2 separate regions of the Hordeum vulgare genome follow, and region 1 is linked to region 2. The links are chromatin contacts, called in public Hi-C maps. All regions are on one chromosome and are shown on one strand. Each heading gives the region's core, a stretch centred on a gene start, on an enhancer-like site or on the middle of the called end of the contact. The rest is flanking DNA. Distances are from core to core; before and after follow the strand shown. Region 1 holds the start of LOC123413669 (cell division control protein 48 homolog C). Region 2 holds the start of LOC123412509 (alpha-dioxygenase 1-like).

Region 1 (7,597 bases), core at 1,539-4,038, 140 kb before region 2:
AGACCTCCAACATCCTCCCATGTGACGTCAGGCACAGAAGAAAATCCTTCCCTTCTCAATGATGGTTGAACCATTGTGGCTGCTTCCTTCAGGGATTGAAGTAAGAAAGCACGTCAAAGATGGAACACACTACTAAAAAACTAATAGCAGAGGAGGACAAAAGGACAGGAAACATGGTACACAACAGACAATGAAAATGATATAATGTATGATCAGATATCAGCTGGTTAATAGAAGAAAGAAAAAATGACCATGTATGGCTTACCTCAAAGTCATCCATAGTAATACACAGGCTGTCCATCTCATCTTCACTCCAAGGATGTCTCCACCAGTCCTGCTTGCTGTTTACATCACCCCCACCACTCTGTTTTTTTCTTTCAACAATTATTCTCTTCATTGCCAGATTCCCTGCTTTATCTACTAATGCCTTCAAGTCTGCGCCAACAAATCCTGGGGTAGCCCTTGCTATCTTGAACAGGTCAAATTGGTCTTTCTCCAGTGTTAGGTTCTGAGTAAGCATCTTCAAAATCTGTTTCCGTCCAATCTCATCTGGAACACCAAGAGATATTTCTCGATCAAACCTCCCTGGTCTCCGAAGCGCTTGGTCAACAGCATCAGGCCTATTGGTAGCTCCGATGACAATGACATAGCCAGGTTTCTTTTCAGATGATTGCGAGTCCAAGTCACCACCATCCGATCCAACATTCTGGTGGAATTCATCCATGCATGTCATTAACTGTGTAACTATCCGCCGCTCCATTTCACGTTGCAAATTCTCCCTCTTGGACGCAATTGCATCTATCTCGTCTATAAATACAATTGAGGGAGCAGTTCTGTACGCCTTCTTAAACAAGACTCTGATATTTTCCTCAGAAGCTCCTGCACGAGTACAAGAATTATGAGGCGAACGTCCAAATTGGTCTGACAGATAAAATTTAACTAGGAGCAGAGATGAATATAAAACCATTGAAGGCGAATGAGACAACTTAGAACAGTGCATGTATGCACTCCTTCAGTGTAAATTTCACGCTCAGTTCATGAAGCAGTATTGTTATTATTTCGCTAGTACTGGGAAGTGGTGGTTGCAAATTGTACTCTACTGATATGCTAAAAATAATCTTCTCACTTCCCAGGAGAGCATCAAAGCACCTCTAAAAAAATATTCTTTACTTAATCCAGGCAGGTGGAAGATGGATCCATAAAATTAGCTCTCGGCTATTCACCATGTATCTAAGCCGTGCACTACCCTTTTAAGTATAATGCCCTGATAAACACTATATAGTTCTTGAGAAATATCTGCCCAACTATTGGCCAATGGCAATGCATAAAGCAACCCTTGGAGCCTTGGACACGTGCTTCACTTCCACAACTTTTTTTCCTCGGAGGGAGTTTCACTACCACAACTAAGTTCAATCATTCAAAGCAGTAAAAACCAATTTCACAGTAGAACATAAGATATATTGAATTAAAGATCACTCGCACACAATACTAACTCGATCGCTAGCTATCATGTGTCAGCAGTTTCAATTTCTAGGTGGAATATAGTGACAAGCTTGAATTACACAATACTAACATCTATAGAGTTCATCAGTTACACGTACGTATAAATTTTGCTCATTGACCAAGGATGGGCTTTGGTATTCTGCAAGTTGAACCCCAAGTGAAACATTTCCAAAATCATCACTCCATAAATACTGTTGCATTTCACTTGTTTCAAGCACGATACATGATGGGTAAATATCAAATTAATTTGCATATGCATACACAGAATTTCAGAGCATCTGCAAATTGTAGCGCAATGAATCAAATCAGATTGCATACCAGAGACACCAGATACGACTTCCGGCGCCGATATCTTGTAGAATGGCACGCCAGTCTCGTTGGCGATTGCGTGGGCGAGCGTGGTTTTCCCGCAGCCCGGCGGCCCGTGCAGCAGAATCCCTGCCACAGGCCGAACCCCGAGCCGCAGCGGCAGCTCCGGGTGGCACAGGGGAACCACAACCTCCATCATCAGCTCGTCAATCACCGTCTCCATCCCCCCAAGATCAGAAAACCTGGGCCCCTTGGCCCCTCCGCCGCCGCCTCCTTCGCTGGCCCCTGCCTCCTGCTTGGGGTCGCCGCCGCCGCCGCCGCCGCCATCGGTCGTGACGCGCCGGCGGGGCTTCTCCGAGTTGAGCTCGATCTCGAGCTGCTGGCTTGCTGCGGCTGCGGCGGCGGCCGCGGGCTCCTTCCTGGGCGTGAGGGAGGCGTAGCGGGTGCGGAGCATGGCCTTGGTGACGTCGAAGGCGGGGGGAGGGGAGGGGGCGTCGTCGTCGTCGTCGTCGTGTTCGGAGTAGGAGGTGGAGGAGGAGGCGGTGGCGTGGGCGCGGTGGCGGCGGCGGGAGGAGGGGGAGGAGGCGCGGGAGTCCATGTCGGAGTCGGAGCCGGCGCCGGGGGCGGGGGCGAGGGGGATGGTGAGGAGGGCGCGGCGGACGGCGGCCACGAGCGGGGCGTGCTGCTTGCGGCGCAGGTCCGGGTGGCGGGAGCGGAGCGCGGCGGCGACGTCGTCGGCGCAGCAGCCCGGCACGGCGAGCCCGGCCTCGGATATGACCCGCCGGAGGTAGGACTCGAAGGAGTTGGACCGCACCGCCCGGAAGTTGCGCGGGCGCTTCGCCATCGGCGGCGGCGGTGGCGGCGGCGGCGGCGGCTAGGGTTTAGGTGGGGAGGCTCGGGCGGTCTGGCTGGCGCGGCAAAGGGTAGGAGGAGACGGAGCTGTCATGTTGTCTAAGGTAAAATATCATCAAAGGCCCCTCCCTTTTGGTGAAATAATACTGACAACCTTTCTGTACATGATTGAGATCTTCTTTGGGCCTCGGGGACTCGGAAGCAAGAATGGCGCACTTTTTTATTGTTATTTCTGATGTGGAAGAGCCACGTGAACAAACCTATGGTTGGATGGTTATGGGACGATGGTATCTTTAACCCGTCAGGGTTCAAGTCCTAAATTTGATAGTTGGTGCTCGTATTATTATTTTTATTTATTTATTTTAGACGTCCAGCGATGTTCGTTCAGTGAGAGGAGATATTTCCATCGAGTGCGAGGCGTCTATGGTGACTTAGTAAAATTTCAATATGATATGCTCACTCAGTCTTTCGAAGGTGCTTATAGAGATAGGGTCTTGCGTGCATATATTCATAAGGATGAGTGTATGCTCGTGTAGATGAGCGACTTTGATTGTATTATGTTCACAAAGAGCCGTGAAAATGCGGGAATTAATATCATGCATTGTTTGGCTGCATGATAGTTGAAGAGATGAACTCTTTCAAAAAAATATTAGCTACAAATTAAGCTACAATGAAAATAAGTGAATACTATGCTTCGGAGTTTCTAAGGGTCTATTTAAAACGCTAGATAGTACTCCCTCTGTCTCAAAATAAGTGTCACAAATTTAGCATTAAGTTAGTATAAATTTAGTACTAAAGCAGTGATATTTATTTTGGAACGGAGGGAGTGTGAAGCTAAAACAAAGGAAATGTGCAACATGGTTGTTTGGATGGCTCGCGGGCATTTTGGAGGGAACCATATCTTGAAGAGAGAGGTATTGTACTTTTCAAATGAAGGGAAAACATGGGGCTTAAGAAAAAGTGAAATGGTTGAAAAATACTTGTTCTTCATGAAATGGTTGATTTGATTCCTACTAACTTGAGTGGTAAATAAAATACTACCAACTCAAATCTGTATAAAAGTATAATATAAACCAGGATACTTATATATGGGAAAAACCAAGCCCAGCAATATTATCTTGAATTCATTCGACCCAATGAATTAAAAAATAACACACAAATAATAGGAGTGTCGCTCCAATGATCACTACACCACAAAATGTCGAGTGAGTTATATTGAAGTTTGGACCTCCCCCACTTCTACGCCTTCGTCTCAATTTAATTAAAGTTCTAAGTCATACACCATAAGTCAATTATATTTAAGTTAACCAAGTATATAGAAAATGTGCTTAGATTTATATAACACCATGTACACATCGTATAAAAACATTTTTTTTTTCGAATCCCCAAACTCTAGTGCATTTTTCTCAATACGCAGTACATTTTTTCTACCTGACAAATTTAACAACCAAACCGACCGTTATTTTTTTTATTAAGGCACTACAGGATGCATCACCTCAAACCAAGCGAACCAGCTCAGAGGCATGTCCCCATGCGCCCTTTTTTTCACGTGCACCCGCACACACCATCTGGACCGCCACCCATAACCACCAGGACCATTCACTTCATGCATGAATGGCTCGGGACGCACCAACAGCGTTCAGAATAGTGTGTATGATCATATCTCCCCTAATCTTTACCTAATAATAAAGAGGCTATCATTTCTGTCAGAAAACCCGTTGTGCCAGTTTTGCATAAAAACCCTCCTGTTTTCTAGGAATCAACCCGCAATCCTGTTTTCATATGAGATAACATTTCACTTTTGCAACAACACCCCCTATCCAATCTAACCCGTGGTCATCCCCTTTCTCTTATCCACTCCGAGGCGACGCCACCGGCAGCTCTCTCTGGCCTCCGCCTGCCTTCTCTTTGCCGCGCCCTCCTCCCCGCGTCGTCTGAGTCCACCACGCAAGGTTCACCGACGTCGAGGCCCAGGCTGCCGCGCGCCAGCCCCGCACAAGAAGCCGACAGCAGCGGAGTCCACCACGCAAGGTTTGCCGACGTCGAGACCTAGGCCGCCGCACGCCAGCCCCGTGCAAGAAGTCGGCAGCAGCGGGTGGCCCTATGGGCAGGTGGACGATGCGGTTGTGGTGGTGGCGGCGGATGATGCGGCAGTGGTGATGGCGGCAGACGGACTCAAGAGATCTCAGGGGACGAGGACGACGGGTGGAGCAGCCTTGCGGGTTGAGGACAACAGGGTCGACGAGATGCCGGCGAGTAAGTCGACGATGGGAACCCGACCTGGCACTACAAGAAATTAGTTCATTAATGACCCATCATTTTGGTCAAAGAATTGCCATTATTTTCAATTTATGACCTTCTTATGACCAAATTTCGAAGGTCAACAGTTGGCCGTCAAAAATGAACAAACTTGACCTTCCTAAATTTTTGGTTATAGAACCTATGACCAAAATGTTTTTGTCATAGAACCAATGACCAAAACTTTGGTCGTTACTCCTACGTCTCAACCACATGGGATCTGATGTGGCATAATCCACATGGCATCAAGGTTGACGTGGCACTATTGATGACATGGACAACACAAAGGATCTGACGTGGCTGAGTCCCCATAGTCGTTTGAATGGGCCAAGCCCAATAAGTTTGGCCATATTTTTAACCTAAAAATATTTCGGCCCAATTATTTAATCAAACATACTTGTTACCAGGCCATAATTCAAAATTAAGATTTTTTTATTCTATTCACATTCTGGCCAGGCCAAAATTCTCATGGCGGGTAAGCACAACCCACAAGTTCCATTTGCCATGTAAAATTTAACAAGTCTGCTCATTTCCAAGAAAAGAGCAAATCACATTGCCGCCAATCAGCCTCATGTTACAATGATTTTACAAACCAAAACACAACATTTGACAAAATAAAACTAACAATCATACAAACTAACTAATAGCAATTTCCCATGCCACCAAATATGTCATCAGTTTAAGCAGTTTCTTCCTCAAATATTCTGCTTCTTGGCAAATAGTGACTCATGCAAAACATCTGCAAATTTAAAGAATAAATTAGGCCATTGAGCATGAAGTCAAAACATAAGGAAAAAAAATCTGTTTTGTTCATTTGTAGTGAGCTTCAAAGATCCACTAAAACTATGACATACATCAGATTCATGATTCTTAAGAAAAAGACCAACTCGAATAGCAGCAAGCACTTAGTTAAAAATTTGTACTTTGATGATCACTTGATCTTATTTAAACAATAAAAGTAAAACACACAATAGCAAACAAAAAATATTTCGACAGTGCCTCCTATCAAGATATGTCAACAATAAAGCATTTAGCACTTCACCACCGTTAGTTAAAGACAAGTTGCCCCCATTATATACTAGTAAAAGGCATGTGTCATTTACGGAACATTTAAATTTGTACAGAAAATGATGATGCGAAAACTGGGGATGCATCCAACTTTTCACACATATCAAGAACACATATTTTCCAAGTAGTAAATCGTCAACCTAGCAACACTATTTCACTACTTTTCTCAGAGTAGGTTACATGTTTCTTTCGAGCAATGGTATGAAATGGGAGGGGAAAACTAACATCTCTGAACCAGGTAGTACACCAATAGCAACACTATTACTTATGTTCAGTTCATAGCTCATCAATTTTTTCAGTATTCATTAAAATAAATTGAGCAACTATATGTATCCTGAAGTCTGAAAATATAATAGTTTCTTGTAACCAAGTAGTTGATTCAGAGATTAAATCCCACTGCATTTTTTTTCTTGGCATACATGATCATATTACTACTACCATCATGGCACATCATTGATACCTTTTGCCGTTGTAGACTATAGAGCTAGTGGTAAATCCCAAGTTCAAAAACTGGTTACTGTAGTAGTAGAGATAACAGTATTTGCATCACGCATTTGCCTCAAAAGTCAGAAATGTGCGTCTAAACAAGATATAGTATGAGGAGTAATGCAAAGGAAGTAATGTGTGATCATACATGTTCACCCTTTCTCATACTTGTCCCTCATCGCCAAAAACTTGAACTGGAAGTTGTACTCCTCGCTGCCATACCATTCGCTTGATCACAATTAATCCTTTCATCCATGTGTCTAGAAAAGTTAAAAACAACAACCAAAAAAGGATAAGCACTTGATATTATTGTATCATTAATTGAATGTTATTGCAATCACTAGCACTTACATAGAATTGTATAGAATGCATGGTGTGCATGATAGAATCAATATATACTTTCACAAATATATTCACAAAATTCTTACAAAGCATGGATCAACTCAGATAGCTCAAGATTTATTCAAAAGTTGACTGGGTTGAGCTAAATGACATGCTACCATGAACAAGATCTTCCACATCTCACCGTAGTTGCTATCCTCAGGGTACTTGCTCCAGTCCAGCATCTGAAGCTACAATAGCATCTCAAGGTACAGCGGCTACGCCAGTTTCTGCAAGACCAAAGAAAATTACGGATAGAACTCCCAAGCAGCCAGGAAAAAACTTAACGTGTTGGTGCAGGTACCGCGTACACATCATCGGTCCTTGCCTATTGACACGGAGCAGCGCGTCGAGCTCGGCCTCTTAGGGCATGACCCGCTCCGGCGTCGATGTGATTTCCAAATTAAGCTAACATAAATATGGCATGATGTCGTACGTTCAAATAGTACAATATATTAATAACATGAGTATAGTGTAGCCAGGTATGTTGCATAGGATAACATATTAAGCATGTATGCATGGTGGCAATTTGCACGTGTATAATTAGGCCATATGTAATTAATAATGTTTATCGATAATAGGCAAAGCTTTTCTGGCCTTTTATGTCCGCATGTATCCATTTTGTTCTAAATAAACATGTTTCCATCTATATCTAAAGTGATTGAGATTATTCTGTTGTCTAGGAAAAAATAAGTTTTTC
Region 2 (6,673 bases), core at 4,009-6,508:
CTATCAAATTAAGGAATTAAATCAAGCATGCACCTGTTTGGTATCCTCCATATGATCCATCCAGTCATGAACCATGAATTGTATCCATGCAGCTGCTAGTATATTGAACTGTTTCCCGGTGTCCTTGTATTCTCTCCTAGCTAACAGCTTTGTCGCCACAACAAATGGATCTGGGCTCATCAACTACATTGATAAATAACAGTTAATTATTTTATGCATAATCTCATGATTCAAAAGTAACCTCCAATTTCCGTCTGTTAACAGTATGATATAATTAAAAGAAAATGGTTGTATTTTTAAATTAACAAGCACACATTAGTTCTTATTTTTAATACTGACAAAACTCGCATATTTTTTTGTGTGTTTTATTAGTTTGAAGTCAAAGTGTCAAACTAAATATTAAATAAGAAATAAAAATAAAACACTTTTTTGGTGATCTTTACTCCTTTAATTGGCTTCTTAGACTTTAATTTCAGGTTTATTCTTCATTAACTAAATTCAATATGTATAGTATCTAATTTTATAGTGAACAAAATAATAGGGATGCAAATTGAAATAAGCAGAAAAGAAGAGCACATGCATATATATACAACAAGAATTACCAAAATAAAAGGGAAATAAGTGCTCAACTAATTTACATTAAGTTATTAACTTGTATTGTAAGAACTTAATTAGAAATTTGGAATTTTGTAAGAAAATTACTAGATTTTTTGTAAATAGTGTATAATTAAGTACCTCATCCTGTTGATCAACTGGCTTCATGTTTCTCCCAAAAAAGGTGTATTGGCTACCAGCCTCGGCATTATGGGGGTCGTTGTACTTGCCATCTCCGGTGCGGTACGGGAACTCCTTGGGGTCAAACGGAGCACCATGAGAACTCCCAACAGCTAGCAGGTTGTATTTTTCCAGGAGTGTCCGGCGGGTGTTCAGGTAGAGTAAACCGATCGGAACAGGCATTTTGTGCCACAAGTTTCTCTTGTCAAATGCATGAATGAACTATATGAAATTAAGAAAAATTAATACATTGGAAACTTAATTAGGTATGCATATGTAAATTAAATACTTCAACTAATGAGGAATATCAATTGAATAGTTAATAAGGTGGTACACAAGCATGATAAAGCTTATGTATATATGCGTGCTTCTAATGGCCATATTTATGAACATGATTTGTTAGTTACCACCATATGCATGGAAATATAATACATATTGGCACGCATACTCATTTGAAAATATACTTTGTTATAACTGATTTCCCTAATTAAATCGTGCATCAAACTTAATTTGGCCCAATTTTTGAGATATGAAAATGAATAGATACTAATTTAGAAAAGATCAAACAATGAAAATGCGGCATCAATAGCTCAAAATATAATTCAACCTTTAGTTGCGTTAGAATTGATACACACACACACACACACACACACGTGTATATATAAGATCAAATAAAGAAAGTTTTACAAATTTTATTTATGATAAATTATTCTAGTATAAAAATAACTTCATAAATGCCAAGATGTAATTACTCCCTCCGTTTCAGTTTATAAGTCCCGGCACGTGTATCTAGGTCGTCAATTTAACTAACTTAATGAGAGACATATATTACAAAAAAAAAAATATTAGAAACTTTAGATGTTCTATTTTCTAATGATATAATTTTTATGTTAAACAATATATTTTATATAAGTCAAATTGACGACCTAGGTACACGTGCATGCCTTATAAACCGTGACGGAGAGAGTAATTATGTGATCATCTATATATGTATGCATCCTCTCTAATTAACACCCTTATCTTGCTATAAAATAAAACGATGAACACATCAATAACATGCATACTAATTAATTTCGTACATAACATAATATTTATGATCATACACTAATATATAACCACTACCTGATATTCTGAAGGAATATGTATGTATGTATGTAACTGTATGTAGTATGTACATCAAATAAATACTTGATATATAAATTACTCTTAAACATTAATTAATTAAAACGTACTAGAAAGCCAATCTTGTCACCGAAAGACATCTTAGAGAAAACATCACGGAGGTCCGGATGAACACGAGGCTTGAAGAGACCTGAACCCATGGCTACATGCAAACAAATTAAATGAATGTATGATCTTGAATATGAGGACTTACGAAGAAGTAACAATAATATATTCTTTGAAAGTTACAACAATCAGTAAGGTTTAGTACTATATTTATAATAGAAAAGGCATGCAGATAAACCCGTTCTCAGTATGTTCTGATATTCAGGCCCTGTTTAGTTCGCAAAGTTTTACCATCGCTACAGTGACTTCGAATGTTTGGACACTAGTTAGGAGTATTAAATGTGGATTACTGACAAAACCCATTCCATAAGCCCCGGATGCTTTTGCGAGACCTTTCTAATGAGCCTAACTAGGCCTTGGTTAGACAATGTGATGCTACAGAAAACAGTCTCTATTGACGAATTAATTAGGCTTGATAGAAAGGTCTCGCAATTTGCAGTCGATCCATGTAATTTGTTTTATAATTAGATCATGTTTAGTCCTCCTAAATAGCATCCGAAAAGTGCTACAGTGAACTTTGCAAATAAAGTTTGCAATCTAAACACAGCCTCAAAGACAAGTGCATGATTGATTTGTTGCGTACTATATAGGCGTTTAAATAAAAAAAATAAGATATGATGTGTAGGTATAGCTGCTCAGAACCGATAATTTTATTTGAGCTGATACAGTGATACTGTTGTACTCCCTCTGTCCCTAAATGATTGGTTTTCGTGCCACAAGTTTGACCGATATTTGTATCTCCGGATAAATTTATTAAAAACCTAGATTCAAATATCTATCTAGTGATGTTAATTTTCGAAAATGCACTTGGCGAAAATCATGTTTTTAAGTTTTAAAAAATTCTGAAAAAAATCACACACGTCCATACGGATGTATAATACATGTGTGTGAAATCTGACGATGAAATACATTATAGTTAGAGCTAAAAAATACAAAATCATGTTTTTTGGAAGGGTGAATAGTACATTCACTGTTCACTAAAAAAATGAAGGAATTTGTCTTTTTTGTGTAGTTGGCGCCATAATGTATTTCATTGTCAGATTTACACACATGTAAAACACATGCATATGAACGTGTATGATTGTTTTCAGAATGTTTTGAAACTTAAAAAGATGATTTTTGAATTTTTCAATAAAACAAGCTCCATGGAGCTCGTCCTCCAAAACGCCCCACCCTGTTTATTATGCAGCGAAAATTGTATATTATGCATGTAAAACCAATTTGTCGAGCTTAATTAAGAACATTAAACAACTTGCATACTAAGCATTTTTGCCTGCATAAAAAGACATCTAGTAACATGCACTTTACAACTAATACAGTGCATACTAAATAAATTTGGGTGCATAATAAATAGTTTGACCAAGTAAAAAAAAAGGTCGGTGGGTACAGCTTTCCTGATTATTTTGACCAAGTAAATATTTTGAGCTCAAAACCAATGGCGAAAGTAAAACCATGGGAGAGCAACGTTGCAACCTGCTGTTTAATTATGTCGCTCTCTGGGTTTGCTCTTTCTCTTGGTCCCAACGCAAAAAAAGATGCTATCCCAAAAGGAATCTAAGGCAGAAATGACAACAAAGGGCCACTAGGTTTGGCGGGCCGGACGCACCCACCTGTGTGTTTCTTTATACCTTAGAGCAACTCTAGCAGACCTCACATCCGTCCAGCCCGCAAAACGTGTTTGCAGTTCGCGGAAAAACGTCTTTGTAAGCTGGCGCGCACGGCCGCGGATGCAGATCCTGCATAACGGATCCGTAAAAAAACATATTCGTGGAATGTGCTTTTTCAGACCCCGCGCGGGCTGAAATGTCTCTCCCACCAACCGTTTTCGCTTATATGCAGTCCACCGCAACGGCGAGGGGGGAACCCGCAAATACGCGAGTTGGGACCGAGATTTTGCCACGCCCCAAAAAAATATTTGCGGGCGGGGGCGGGATGCGGGGTCTGATCGGGCAGGTTTTTCCGCCCCGACCCGCATTTTGGCGGTTATTTTCTGGATCGGGACCGGATGCGGGGTCTGCTATAGTTGCTCTTAGCTTATCCTACATGTGGGCATGGGCAGCCCGGCCCGGCGACCCGGCCTAAAAAACCTGGGTCAGGCCGGGTCGGGCTTTGTGTTTGTGTCGGGCTCGGCTTCAAAATCAGGCCCGGAAAGTAGTCTGGACCGGGCTCGGACTTACAAAAAATGGCGATATACACGGAGGCCCCTCCCGGCCCGGTAGTCATGTTTTAAGTCCATTCGGACCGGGCTCGGGCCTGCATTTGCGATTTTTTGGTCGGGCTGGACCGGGCTAGGTCTTGTGATTTTCAGTTCGGGCTTTATAAAGCCCGGCCCAACGGGGGATATGGCCAGGTTTAGTCCTTCATCCTATCCTTATCCTCAACTCTCTCTCTCTCTCATCACTCGTCCGTCCTTCATCCTATCCTTATCCTCAACTCTCTCTCTCTCTATGGTCGAGCACCTCCAGTCCCTGGCCAAGCTCATCCGGAGCATGGAGGATGCCATGACCACCTCCCTCTCCCTTGCGCGCAGAGCTGCGGTAATTGATGTGGTTGCCATCAATGTGGTGCGTCATAGATGTGGTTGCCATGCATGCATGCATGCAAGAGGCAATACACACTGGCCTTTGGGAGCCCAAGGAAGAAGTACGGGTAGGTTTGGTTTGCTGTCGCTGCCCTACCATTCTACCAAAGACATATATAGGCCGGCTCAGACCTCAAAAATGAAGGATGGGCAGGCCGGCCAAAGCATGCCGAATTAAAATTGACCCGTATGCAAACACGAACCTTGTGTCTGTTCAACGGCCAAATTTTGGTATGGCTGTCGCAGACACTCATCCAAACACGCCCTACATTAACAGTTCGTCCATCAAAAAGACGAGAAAGTGACTGGAGAATGATGAATGGAATAGCACATATATAATGGAATCGATTGCATGCAAAAATCACAAGAAGAATTGCTGCCTGTTGTTGTCCGTGCATCTCCTCGTTCGCTCTATGGGCACCTATGCACCACGATTGCCCAAGCAAGGAAACAAGAATTCAAGAAACGATGTGAACAGAAGAGCAAGGCTGCTGCTTACCTACCTCTGGTAGAAGGAAAACCAGCTGGAGATGGAGATGTGCCGAGCTCTCAGAACTCCCCGCACGCCTCAAGATAATTAAGATGCTCAACCCATGCTGGGTGCACGCCGCTATATATCGATCGATTCAAGGTTGGCTGGACACGTACGACTCCAATATTAATATTGATGAAAAAGAAGAACAATTAATGTGACACGTGAGAGAGTCGTGTGCAGAACCGAGCTTCACGTGTGACAGGAGGGGCGATGCCATGGCCCCCGCCGCCGGCCCCCTGCCAGAGACGTGTTTGGCGGCCGGTTCTGGGCGTTGGCGAACGACGACGAGGCCGAGGACGACGACATCCACCAACCGGTGGTGGCCTCGCCATCACCATCGGACCTGGTCTGTGAATTCATTCAGTTCGGCTATTCCGAGGATCAGGTTGCAAAATGCAACGACGGATTCGTCCCTTCCATTCAGGTTGGCTGGACACGTACAACTCCAATATTAATATTGGTGAAAAAGAAAAACAATTGATGTGACATGTCTTTACGTTTAATGAAAACCTGCAGTGATTTTCTAGGGTCTTCAACATCCTATCCAAAACTATAATGAAAACCTAAACAGTATATTCATAAAATTTGTAGGATCTAATTTTGTGAGATCTAATCATAATTTTTTTCAATTATACTTCCTTCGTTTCTAAATATAAGACATTTTAGAGATTGCACTATAAACTATATATGAATGTACTTAAACATATTTTAGAGTGTACATTCATTCATTTTTCTTCGTATATAGTCTTCTAGTAAAATCTCTAAAAGGTCTTATATTTTAAAACGAGGGAGTAGCATATTCGTCCGTATTTATCTATCTCTCTGATGAGTTGTGAATGAAAACCTTTTAGACCCTGAGTTGACCTAGAAAAACTGATCAATCGGCTGGAGGGCTCAAGAAACACATAATAATAAAATCTATGCGAGTACAAGAATTGGAGGGCCTAAGAAACACATCTCCGACCAATTAAACAGAGGATGCAAGCTGGCACACGGCTTCAAGGGTCCACAAACCACCATGTACCCACTTGGGGACCCCTATATTTATATTGTATGTACCCACTTGGGGACCCCTATATTTATATTGTATGTACCCACTTGGAGTATCTCTTTGATGAGTTGTGAATGAAATCATTTTAGAGGCTTAGTTGACCTAGGAAAAAATGGCACAATATATAAAAGAAATAGATTAGGAAGGAGGCAGCACATGCAACCTCTAGTCTCTGTACATGTATAGTAGTAGGACTGTAGGAGGAAGGAGGCAGGAAGCACACATATAATGCAACATGCACATATATGACTACCCCCTGAGACATCGACGTATACCTATAAGGAAAGAGGCAGGAAGCACACATATAATGCAACACCCACATGTATGATTACCTCATCGAGACTTCGACATATACCTATAAATTAATAGGAGCATGCAAAACGCACGGAGGCTGATTGATTCAGCACCGATCATTGGTTAGACTAGGACATTCAGCAATCGCGCC

What was found. A called contact is a pair of places that touch in the nucleus more often than the background predicts.
Region 1: a Hi-C map of seedling shows a contact between it and region 2, with 5 times the contacts expected there. The contact joins the promoter of LOC123413669 here to the promoter of LOC123412509 in region 2. A contact is called at or near these places in 3 of 6 Hi-C or Micro-C datasets (leaf and seedling).

Annotation. Positions count from the first base shown.
Region 1 is chr7H:5,393,432-5,401,028 of MorexV3_pseudomolecules_assembly, reverse strand. It overlaps LOC123413669 (cell division control protein 48 homolog C), which reads right to left and starts at 2,788. Exons shown (of 10, transcript XM_045106606.1): 1 at 1,822-2,788; 2 at 266-879; 3 at 1-86. The coding sequence starts at 2,656.
Region 2 is chr7H:5,257,783-5,264,455 of MorexV3_pseudomolecules_assembly, reverse strand. It overlaps LOC123412509 (alpha-dioxygenase 1-like), which reads right to left and starts at 5,258. Exons shown (of 11, transcript XM_045105463.1): 1 at 5,142-5,258; 2 at 2,007-2,098; 3 at 736-996; 4 at 34-183. The coding sequence starts at 2,096.